Regions from separate parts of the Zea mays genome. Here region 1 is linked to region 2. A link is a contact called in public Hi-C data. All regions are on one chromosome and are shown on one strand. The core of a region is the stretch at or near the end of the contact, and the rest is flanking DNA. Distances in the headings are between cores, read along the strand shown.

The links. A called contact is a pair of places that touch in the nucleus more often than the background predicts.
Region 1: a Hi-C map of leaf shows a contact between it and region 2, with 4 times the contacts expected there. The contact joins the promoter of LOC100283903 here to the promoter of LOC100282738 in region 2. A contact is called at or near these places in 9 of 25 Hi-C or Micro-C datasets (bundle sheath, ear, endosperm and 3 more) and 2 of 3 datasets of contacts at active chromatin or transcription factors (leaf and seedling).

The regions. Positions count from the first base shown.
Region 1 is chr3:218,031,794-218,036,403 of Zm-B73-REFERENCE-NAM-5.0, reverse strand. It overlaps LOC100283903 (vacuolar protein sorting protein 25), which reads right to left and starts at 2,659. Exons shown (of 9, transcript NM_001156801.3): 1 at 2,096-2,659; 2 at 428-529; 3 at 177-219; 4 at 1-42. The coding sequence starts at 11.
Region 2 is chr3:217,885,086-217,889,781 of Zm-B73-REFERENCE-NAM-5.0, reverse strand. LOC100282738 (apospory-associated protein C) reads left to right here and starts at 1,608. Exons shown (of 8, transcript NM_001155644.1): 1 at 1,608-2,336; 2 at 2,472-2,546; 3 at 3,095-3,151; 4 at 3,267-3,433; 5 at 4,006-4,140. The coding sequence starts at 2,229.

The DNA.
Region 1 (4,610 bases), core at 1,410-3,909, 150 kb before region 2:
AGCCTCTGCATCTCCGCAACTGCGCCCACCCAAAATCAGATCCTGCAGCAATTGAAAAAATCAGGTCCTGAAGCAATTGGAATAACGACTCAGAAACATGGATTGGAATATGATCGTTCATAGAGAAGAAAAGGGAAGACCCAGAACGAATCCTCCAAGCAATCTCTCCTTCTCACCTATAGATGAGTAAAACAGTCCAATGCTGACGGATTTGCACTCCTGCACCAGCAGATGTAAGGCATAAGGTGAGGAAGGCAATGGCTACGGTGTGCTGTGGTGGACTGGACTGGAAGGGGACTTAGGATTGCGTCTAGCCCCGCTAGTGGACTGAAATCCAAACCGTAACCATGCCAATCTATACTAACATTCAACAACAAAAAAACAACCCACCCCAACCCAGTCACCATGTACAGAAAACAAGTCGCACCGGATTTTAATGTTACTTCAGCTGGAACCTGAAATGTACCAAACCATTGGCCAAACTGTGGTTACCATCGAGAAACCATTCCCACCCCCCACGTTTTCTGTTCTGCTCATAACCAAACAAGCAGAGTGCTTTGTAAGTTGACAACTAATGAAACAATCCATACAAAGAAAGAGCTGCTGCGCTAAATAAAAAACTAACGAAACTAAAAAGAATCATGGAAATAAGAAAGGTATAAAAAATCCAAGTAAATATGAGAGAAAAATCAGCAAAAAATAAATAGTGAGCAGCCAGTGTATTACACAAACTATATTATTCATACTAACAAGACCTACTATCTGACTAGCTACAGTAACCACCTTTGCTAGAGCTGTCCGGTTGCTACAGTGCCTGGCAACTATTGGTGGCCGACTACTGCTGCTAGCTAGCTTGTCAGCAACAGCGGACTATCTAGAAGTCTAAAGGCTCATCTATACTATCCTAGCACAAGAGCATATATATTAATTCTAACGAGTGCAACGAATGCCGGGGTATTTTGGTGAGCAGCAGTGTGACCTAAAAAAGCAATTTTCCCGAGCTGTGTTGGTGGCCATGGATGCAGATGTCGATGTTCCAATGGAGACGTGGATCTTAGACGGGCACCATCCAAACGATGGAGTTGCATGTGCACAACCACCTAGATACCATGGTGTAGTTTAGCAGGTGTCGAGACCTAAGAGTGGTCGCAACGATGACCAGTGGAGACGGTCAGTGACGGTGGCGCTATGCAGTGCACGCCTACAAGAGACCCCAATGGGAAGTTCCCAAAGCACAGGTGCCCTGGGGCGGAATACGTGCCTCGAGGGTCTAAAGAGTTGCCCCATAGGTAGGAAGAGATGGCCTAGGGGGCAACACAGGAGGTGTCCCAGGGACCGAGGCATGAGGTGCCTCGAGGGGCGAAACAAGTGCCCCGGGGGCTAGAAGAGTTGCCCTAGGGGTCGACACAAGAGGTGCTCCATAGCGGCAGAACAAATGTTTGGGGGCCGGCACACGGAGGTGCCTCAAGGAGCACGAGGTGCCCCAGGGGTCTGAAGAGTTGCCTCGAGGGCCAAAAGAGAAGTTGTCCTAGGGGGCGGCGCGGGAGGTGCCCCAGCAACCAGAACAGGTGCCGGCGACTGAGCGCTGCCTACGGAAGAACTGCTCACAATAGTTGAAACAGTTCAGATGATCCTCGTTTACGTCGTAGGTGGAGAAGGATGGGAACATCGCTGTTCCGTACCCATCGTCCCATAGGGAAAGGTGCTCTCTAGTCTCTACCATATTTCTAGCCCGAGCATGTAGTAAGTTAAACAATTATTTTGGGGTTTTGTGCTATTATTGATTTGCAGCCCACTCTTTCAAGTGATGACGATCGATGTGGAGCTACAAAACCAGGACCATTAATGTAACTAGCATCAACTAGGCAATATTTTTTTACCATGAAGAGAGTTAGCTAAAAATAAACGAGTAAATTATGCACCAGCAAGCGAGCATGGTGAAGGAGTTGTACCCTTAGGTACAACAAAAGCATCTAGGCAAGACATGGCTTCGCGCAAAAAACTTGAATCAGAAGATGAACCCTCCTATACAGGTAGAATATACACAAATTTCAGGCCGGCGAGGCAGCCGAATAGCTGGGTCAGGCGGCCGTACAGGTGGGCGGTGGAGCAGGGCACTTCCTGAAGAGATGGAGCGCGGCAAAGGCGGTGGAGCTCCACCACCGGCGACGCTGCTGCTGGTGCTCGGCGGGTCGACGGGCACCGCGGAGGAGGAACTGATGGGGCGGGCGCTGCGGAGGAGGAACTGCTGGGGCGGGCGCCGCGGAGGAGGGCTTCGGGAGTAGGCAGAGCGCTCGAGTGAGGTCGTGGCGCAAGACGGCGACACGGACGTCGCGGATGAAGCTGCCGCTTGAAGGACGGGTCGTAGTAGGTGACGATTGGTGACCGACGGCGTGCAGGCGCGGCGGCGGCCGGGCACGCGTGCAGAAGCTAGAGCAGTCGAGGGGAGCACGCGCGGGCAAGCTGGAGCGGCCGCAGAGGAGCGGCGTGCAGGCGCGACGGCGGCCGGGAATGCGTGCAAGAGCTGGAGCGGCCTGCGGCGGGAGCGCGCGCAGCGGGAGCTGGAGCGATCGGCCGTGGACGACGGCGGGTGCAGTCGCCGGAGGCGGCGGGTGGGAGAAACCCTAGCTCTGTGCCACGCTGGAGAAGAGGGGGGAAATGATTGCTCAACTATTGCATAGGGTTCAAATAGTAAAAGTACATAAGGTAACTTTGAACTCTAGATTTTAGAGAAATTACACAAGAAACAAAAACTATATATACTACAACATGTCAACATCCGGCGCCCGTAACGTGATCAAAGTTTGTTAAATAAAGTGTTACTCTTTTTCTCTCAAATTTCCTATATTCAAAAAAAAAGTAGAAATTTCCTAACAATCTTTTTTTTTACTTTTAGTCCTCTATACATCACAGAACATCCTAGAATTGAATATCACTCGCCAGTGATGAACTCTAATCATATTTTCGAACACATGGGAAGCAAACATAACGTTGCAATTAGTTCATGTAAGAATCTGGATGATTTAGGAAATTACATGTAATAGCAAGGACAGTTGTCACATATTGGTATATCGCCTGATCGGATGCCTGTATCCGGACGCGAAGGCTCGGGTGGCCCTGGCTGATCTGATACGACATTTTTTTGCGTACGAGTTGATGCAACCAAATGGCTATAAAATGACTTATTTTGCATTCGCTCATGCAGCTTATGTCTCCCTTGTGCAGGCAACTAAACAGGAGCTCAGACACAGTCAACGCATACGGTGGCCCAAGATGAGACGGTGTGGGTAACCAAACATACGGATAGTGTCCTCACGGACCAAATCTGAATCAAATAGACTATCAGATTTACCTGCATATACACATGATTTTTTTAAGGTGTATATTGGCCTGTTTGGTTGTCTGGATGGTGGGTCTGGCTCGTATCTAGGGAACCCGGCTCTTGGTAGTCTGGCTGAGAGCATATAATATCCCTACGTTTGGTTGTCTGTATGAGCTTAGCTTGGCCCATGCGAGATGATGTTTGGTTGCTCGCATAAATGCTTGATGCATGGGCTAAAAGCTATAAAGTTTAATTATATTTTCATGTGATGATGTTGCAATAGTCTATAATATGTCATACAAAGCCTTAACCCACTTTTAATTAAATTAAATTTATTTAATATACACTAATTACATGTTAATCTGTCATTAGGAAAGATTAATGGTCGCACCGGCAGAGCCTGGCTTAGGAGAAACAGCCAATTCCTACGTATCTCGGAAGCCAGACCCAAGAGGAATCTTTGCATCCCGCGAGCCAGGCTGAAGAGACTGATCAGCCAACCAAACAGAAGAAAGCTGCATCTCGTGAGCCGGACCATATGCAGTCAACCAAACGCACCCTATATTTATATATACACATTGCTTCATTCTGCATAACACACAAGCACACGCACACACACCTAAACATTGCTTTGCAGATCTGCAAAAGGTGTTCTTCTGATGTAAACTGCTGGATCTGCAGAAAGTGTTCTTCTGATATGAATCACGCCTTAACCATGACAACGATGAACACAAATCAGACATCCCTCCGTACAGTTCATAATTAAACATGTTAGCTGCTCGCTCATCAAACAGGCCAAACGAAAGCTCACGAATGCACACAACGACAAAGAGAAGGGTGGTAGCAGCAGCAAATAGTAGAAGTAGGAAGTATTAGGAGCAGTGTTTCTGGCCATAGACTACATATTCGCTCTGTACATATTGCGCGTATGGTCCTTACAGGATTTTGCACGTATAGCATAGTTTATTACTAGCCTAGAAGCACCAAAAGACATCCTGGAGCCTACCACGCAACAGAGGGCTGCCCATATCTTAAAAGCATGAAACCATAGATCATGCACAAAAGGCGGACAAGTTCTAAGGGCCCGTTTGGCACAGCTCCAGCTCCTGATTCTAAGCGAGGATCTGGAGGAGCCGTGCCAAACGGGTATTTTTTGAAACTGATTCTCGTGTGGAGCCGAAAGATCGGGAGTCGTTTTTGTGAAGAAAGGTGGGATCTAAAAAAACCTGCTCCACCCTCTCTTAAAACAGCTCCTCAACCAACCAAATATGGACCTCCCCTTAAAGTT
Region 2 (4,696 bases), core at 359-2,858:
GAGTTGTTTCTAAAAATACAGTAAGATAAAATTTGTAGATACCCCTCGGTGGATCCGCAGTGCCGGCATAACCTTCATGCATTTCTACTCCATTTGCTTCATGTTCTATTTTTTATAGAAAAGATTTTGCCATCTATCTATTCAATGATGACGCGCGTACGAATCTCTTATCATTTTCCATTTATTTTTCGTGTGGGTAAACACTGATCTCATTGACAAACATCTAGAAAAAATGACATCCGCTCGACGTCTCTAGAAAGCGCGGCGTCGTGACCTTCTCGTCCGCGATGAAGAATGGTGGCACAGGGAAGTGAGGACCGGACAACGGGAGCAGGAGCCACACCAATGACCGGACGCTCCCGCAAGCCGCCTGTTGTACCCAGAAAGCACGACGCGGTAGCCTGCTCGTCCGCGATGAGGACCGGCGGCGCAGGAGACTGAGGGCCAGATTATGGGAGCAGGAGCCACGCCGAGGATCGGACAGATCGGAGCTAGCGAGGCATGGGTGGCCGCAACCGCTATCTCGTCAAGACGCGGAAGAGCCATGCCGACTCCATGATTCTTAAAGTGCGACGGGAACGACTATTATTTTCTCGAGCTCATGGTGAAGAACCAGTGACCATAGCGTAGCTGGATGACCAACGCGAGTATGCGACATTGGGAAGGGATCAAGGGAGTGAAAGAGGGGAGAAAAGAATGAGTATTACCTTCAGAACGACCGCCAGGAAAGAAGCGGAGACACTGAGGTTGCTTGTCGTGTTCGTCAACTGAGCAACATTCTAGAGAACGCGAGGCTCCCAAGGATGGCAGACGAAGGATCGTGTTTGAGGCGCTACCAGCTAGCCTCTGCCAGGCAGGCAAATAAGACGGAGCAGTGAACAACAGCTGGATGGCAGGATTTGCATTATGGAGAAGCAATCGGACGACAAAGGAATTCTGAATGACATGGCCTAGCTAGTTTGCAAGCAAAGGTCCCTGGTTTAATATATAGGAATAATTACTTCATATGTTATTAATGTAAAACAATATCACGTATACAATTAATAGATGTAAGAAATCATTATGTGTACATCAAAATAAACACATTTATACAATAAATATCTCTTGACAATATAATTATTTATTTTTATTATTAGCTATTACATAAAAAACATCGTGCGGTAAACTGGAATAGGGAATACTTCTCCATCTCTATCTTGTATATCCATTGAGGAAGATTTTTTTTATGTTTACATCTTATTTACATCATGTGAAAGGAATTTTTTTTCTATCTCTATTCTCTAACAGAGCGCTGGAATCGGAGACAGGGTCGCCATTGTCATGACTCACTCATGGCTCATGGGGTGCTACCGTGCTAGGTGCTTACTGCCTCGCCTCGGCGGCTCGGCCTACCTTCCCGGGTGCGGGTATCCTCGCTCCCCAACCCGCTCCACCAGTCCATCATCACCCACGGCCCACCCCGCGCTTCTCGGATTCCAGCTGTTCCCTCGGATCCTTTGCCCGTCCCATGGCAACGCCTAGGTGGCTGTGGCTGCCATGATGGGCGCTCTCGCCACGCCACCCCGCCACCCCGCCATGTGCGTGCCGCTTTTGACAGAAGAGGACGAGGCAGATCTCCAGTCCCCGGCCCTCCGTCCCCTCCTCCTGCGAAGGCTCCTCCAGCACCACTAGCTAGAGCTAACCCCGTGCTGCTGCTGCTGCTACTACCTGCTGCCGCGCGCCGTTCGTTGCCGTGCGGGCGTGTTGTGGTCCGCTGATCTCGTTCGCGGGACGCCGGGGGGTGGTGGTGGTGGCAGCGGTGGTTGGTGGTGCGCGGCGTGAAAGAAAGAAAGAAAAAAAAAAGGCCCGCCGCTTTGCGCTGCTCTGCTTCCGTAGGTGTCACGAGATTTGGCCCTAGCCTTTCGCTTTCCTTTTTCATCTCGCTCACAAGGGAAGGGACCGAGGGACGAGGGAGACGTTGGGGAGGGGAGCGAGCGAGCCGTAACATCCGAGCTGTTCCAATGGCGACCCCTGCCGTTGCTTTCGTCGCCAGCGCTTTGTTGGGGCGGTGGTAGCGCTAGGAGCGGAGCAGTACTAGGTTGGTAGGTGGTTGTAGCTTTGCGCGTGACCCGAGCGCGCGCTCGCTCGCTCCTGTGCCTCTCTACCTCGCTTGCGTGCGCCGGGAAGGCAGTGGGTGGCTGGTCGGTTCTCGCAAGAGGTTGCTGGTGCTGTTCCTCCTCCCCCGGTTGATGAGCATGGGGCATTGCTCCGAGCAGCGGACGGGGTTCGAGGTGACTAAGGACTGGAACGGCGCCGACCAGTTCGCGATCCGGTCCCCGCGGGGGGCGTCCGTTCGGGTGAGTAGTCGTCTGCGTCTCTGTTCTTCCTTGTTTTTTTCCTGTTATTTCCGACGGGCGATCGACTCGGCATTTCTGCTCTAGGCAGAAAAAAACTTCTCTCGGTCTGATTCGAGCGTTGGGTTGTCGGCGCAGGTCTGCCTGCACGGCGGGCAGGTCGTCTCGTGGAGGAACCACCGCGGCGAGGAGCTCCTCTTCAGCAGCAGCAAGGTGAGTTTGTCTCGGCTGCCTATGCTGGCCCGTATCTGTTGCAATGCAGCTTTCTGTTACTCGGGGGGACGAATCGGTGGAGTAACTGTGACCAACTGTGAATGCACTCCCCTGATTACTGTTCTCGTGAATATTTAATACGAGTGTTTATGAAACATTTTTTTGTTTGCTTTTACAATTGTATGTAATTTAGAAAAAGCAAGACTAGTGTCGATGAAATACTTTACCTATCTTATTTCTTGATCACGGAGCCTGTAAATACGAGCTACTTTATGTGACTGGGCAAAACCAATGTCATATCATTGATTCCCTATGTATAGTGGATTGGCAGATTTCTTTTGCAGATATCAGAATCGCCATTCGGACTAGTTATCTGTTACCCTTTTATCCTTATAATACTAGAAAACATTTTTCTCTGTACTTCTGCTTTGGGCATTAGAGAGTTGTTATCAATTATGATGTCCCCTGCTGTGAGACCATAATAGGTTTCAGTTTGCTTATTTTTAACATTGGTTTTTGAATTTTGGCAACTATTGTTATCCATGCAGGCAATCTTCAAGCCGCCAAGAGCGACCCGTGGTGGCATTCCGATATGCTTCCCACAGGTACTGCAGTATTCCTGTTCAGTGTTCACTATATTTTGCGCTAAGACAATATACTGAACATGCATGCAATTCTGCTTTTTGAAGTGAGGACAATATTAATGTTTCAATTTATCAGTTTGGAAACTGTGGAACATTGGAGCAGCATGGATTTGCAAGGAACAAGATATGGACAATAGACGATGAGGCTCCACCTCTAAATTATGGTGATAATAACAGCAACAAAGCTTCTGTTGACCTTCTGCTAAAGCCATCTGAAGATGACCTGAAGTGCTGGCCACACTGGTATGGTGGCTTGTATTCCCTTTGGATTTGGATGTAGAAATTTTGCAGATGGTTATGGTTTATCATAACCTGGCTCTGTGTCATTTTTTCATGGTGTATATAAGGGACTAGCAATGTGTAATAAATTAAAGAAACCACTATTTATTTAGTTCTATCTCTCTCTCTCTCCCAATCATCCATGATCAATTCAAAGGCATGTTGCTTCTTCCATGATTCCTTTCCATGTGCATCTTTTGCTTTAAAAAGGAATCTGAACAGGCTACACGCCTACACCTATTGGGTTGTTCATGGGATGCTCTGTGGACAATAATTCAGTGCTTCTACTCAAAGCTTACTCACTGAGTTTTGCAATGAAAATAATATGTTAGATTTCTTTGAGTACATAGACAACAGATAGTAATGGCTATTTCTTAGCAAGCATACCCATCTGATGAAATTATGTATGCTGTGAACCTGTACCTTCTGCAAATATAATTCAGTCTTTTATAGACAAGGTTATGATTTAAGTGAAAATGTTAGTTAATTTCAATATGGTTGTTCTTTTCCTGATTTGGTTTTACTTTGAATTACAGTTTTGAGTTACGTCTCAGAGTCTCTCTTTCAATGGATGGAGACCTTTCACTGATATCACGGGTCAGAAATGTTAATGGGAAGCCATTCAGTTTCGCATTTGCTTACCATACATACCTTTCTGTTTCTGACATCAGGTATCCCAATTTGGATGGTTAATCCTATTTTATTCAATTGAGTTCCTTCTTAATGCTTAACTTGATGTGATGATTTTCACTCCTTTTTCGGTTAAGTTATTGGTTTATGTCAATACATACTTTAGGTCATCACATTAATGGCTTTTTTCGCATAAGAGGGTTTGAAACTAGTGTGTTTTCCTATGGGGGGAAAATAGAGCTGACTATTAGAATCTTTGATGTTTTCTTGGTTAACACATTTCCTACCAGAAGGCGTACAAACCTTCAAATTTATATGAACCGTTGAAGTGAAATTTGTGCTGTAAATTGACAATGTTCATGCAAATTCAGAATGAAACAACCTAAATTTGACATCAAGTTTTGTTGGGTAGCCTAATTGGTCAGTATACCTTGCTTACAACATTTCTAATTCCAAACATCCGATTGGTCAAATAAGAAATCTGATATGTTGTTATTATCATGAAGAAATGAATAGTCCTAACTTGCGGCTTAGATAAGGAAATGTATAGTCCTAACTTGCGGCTTAGTCATCACCAAATTACATTTTGAGCTATGC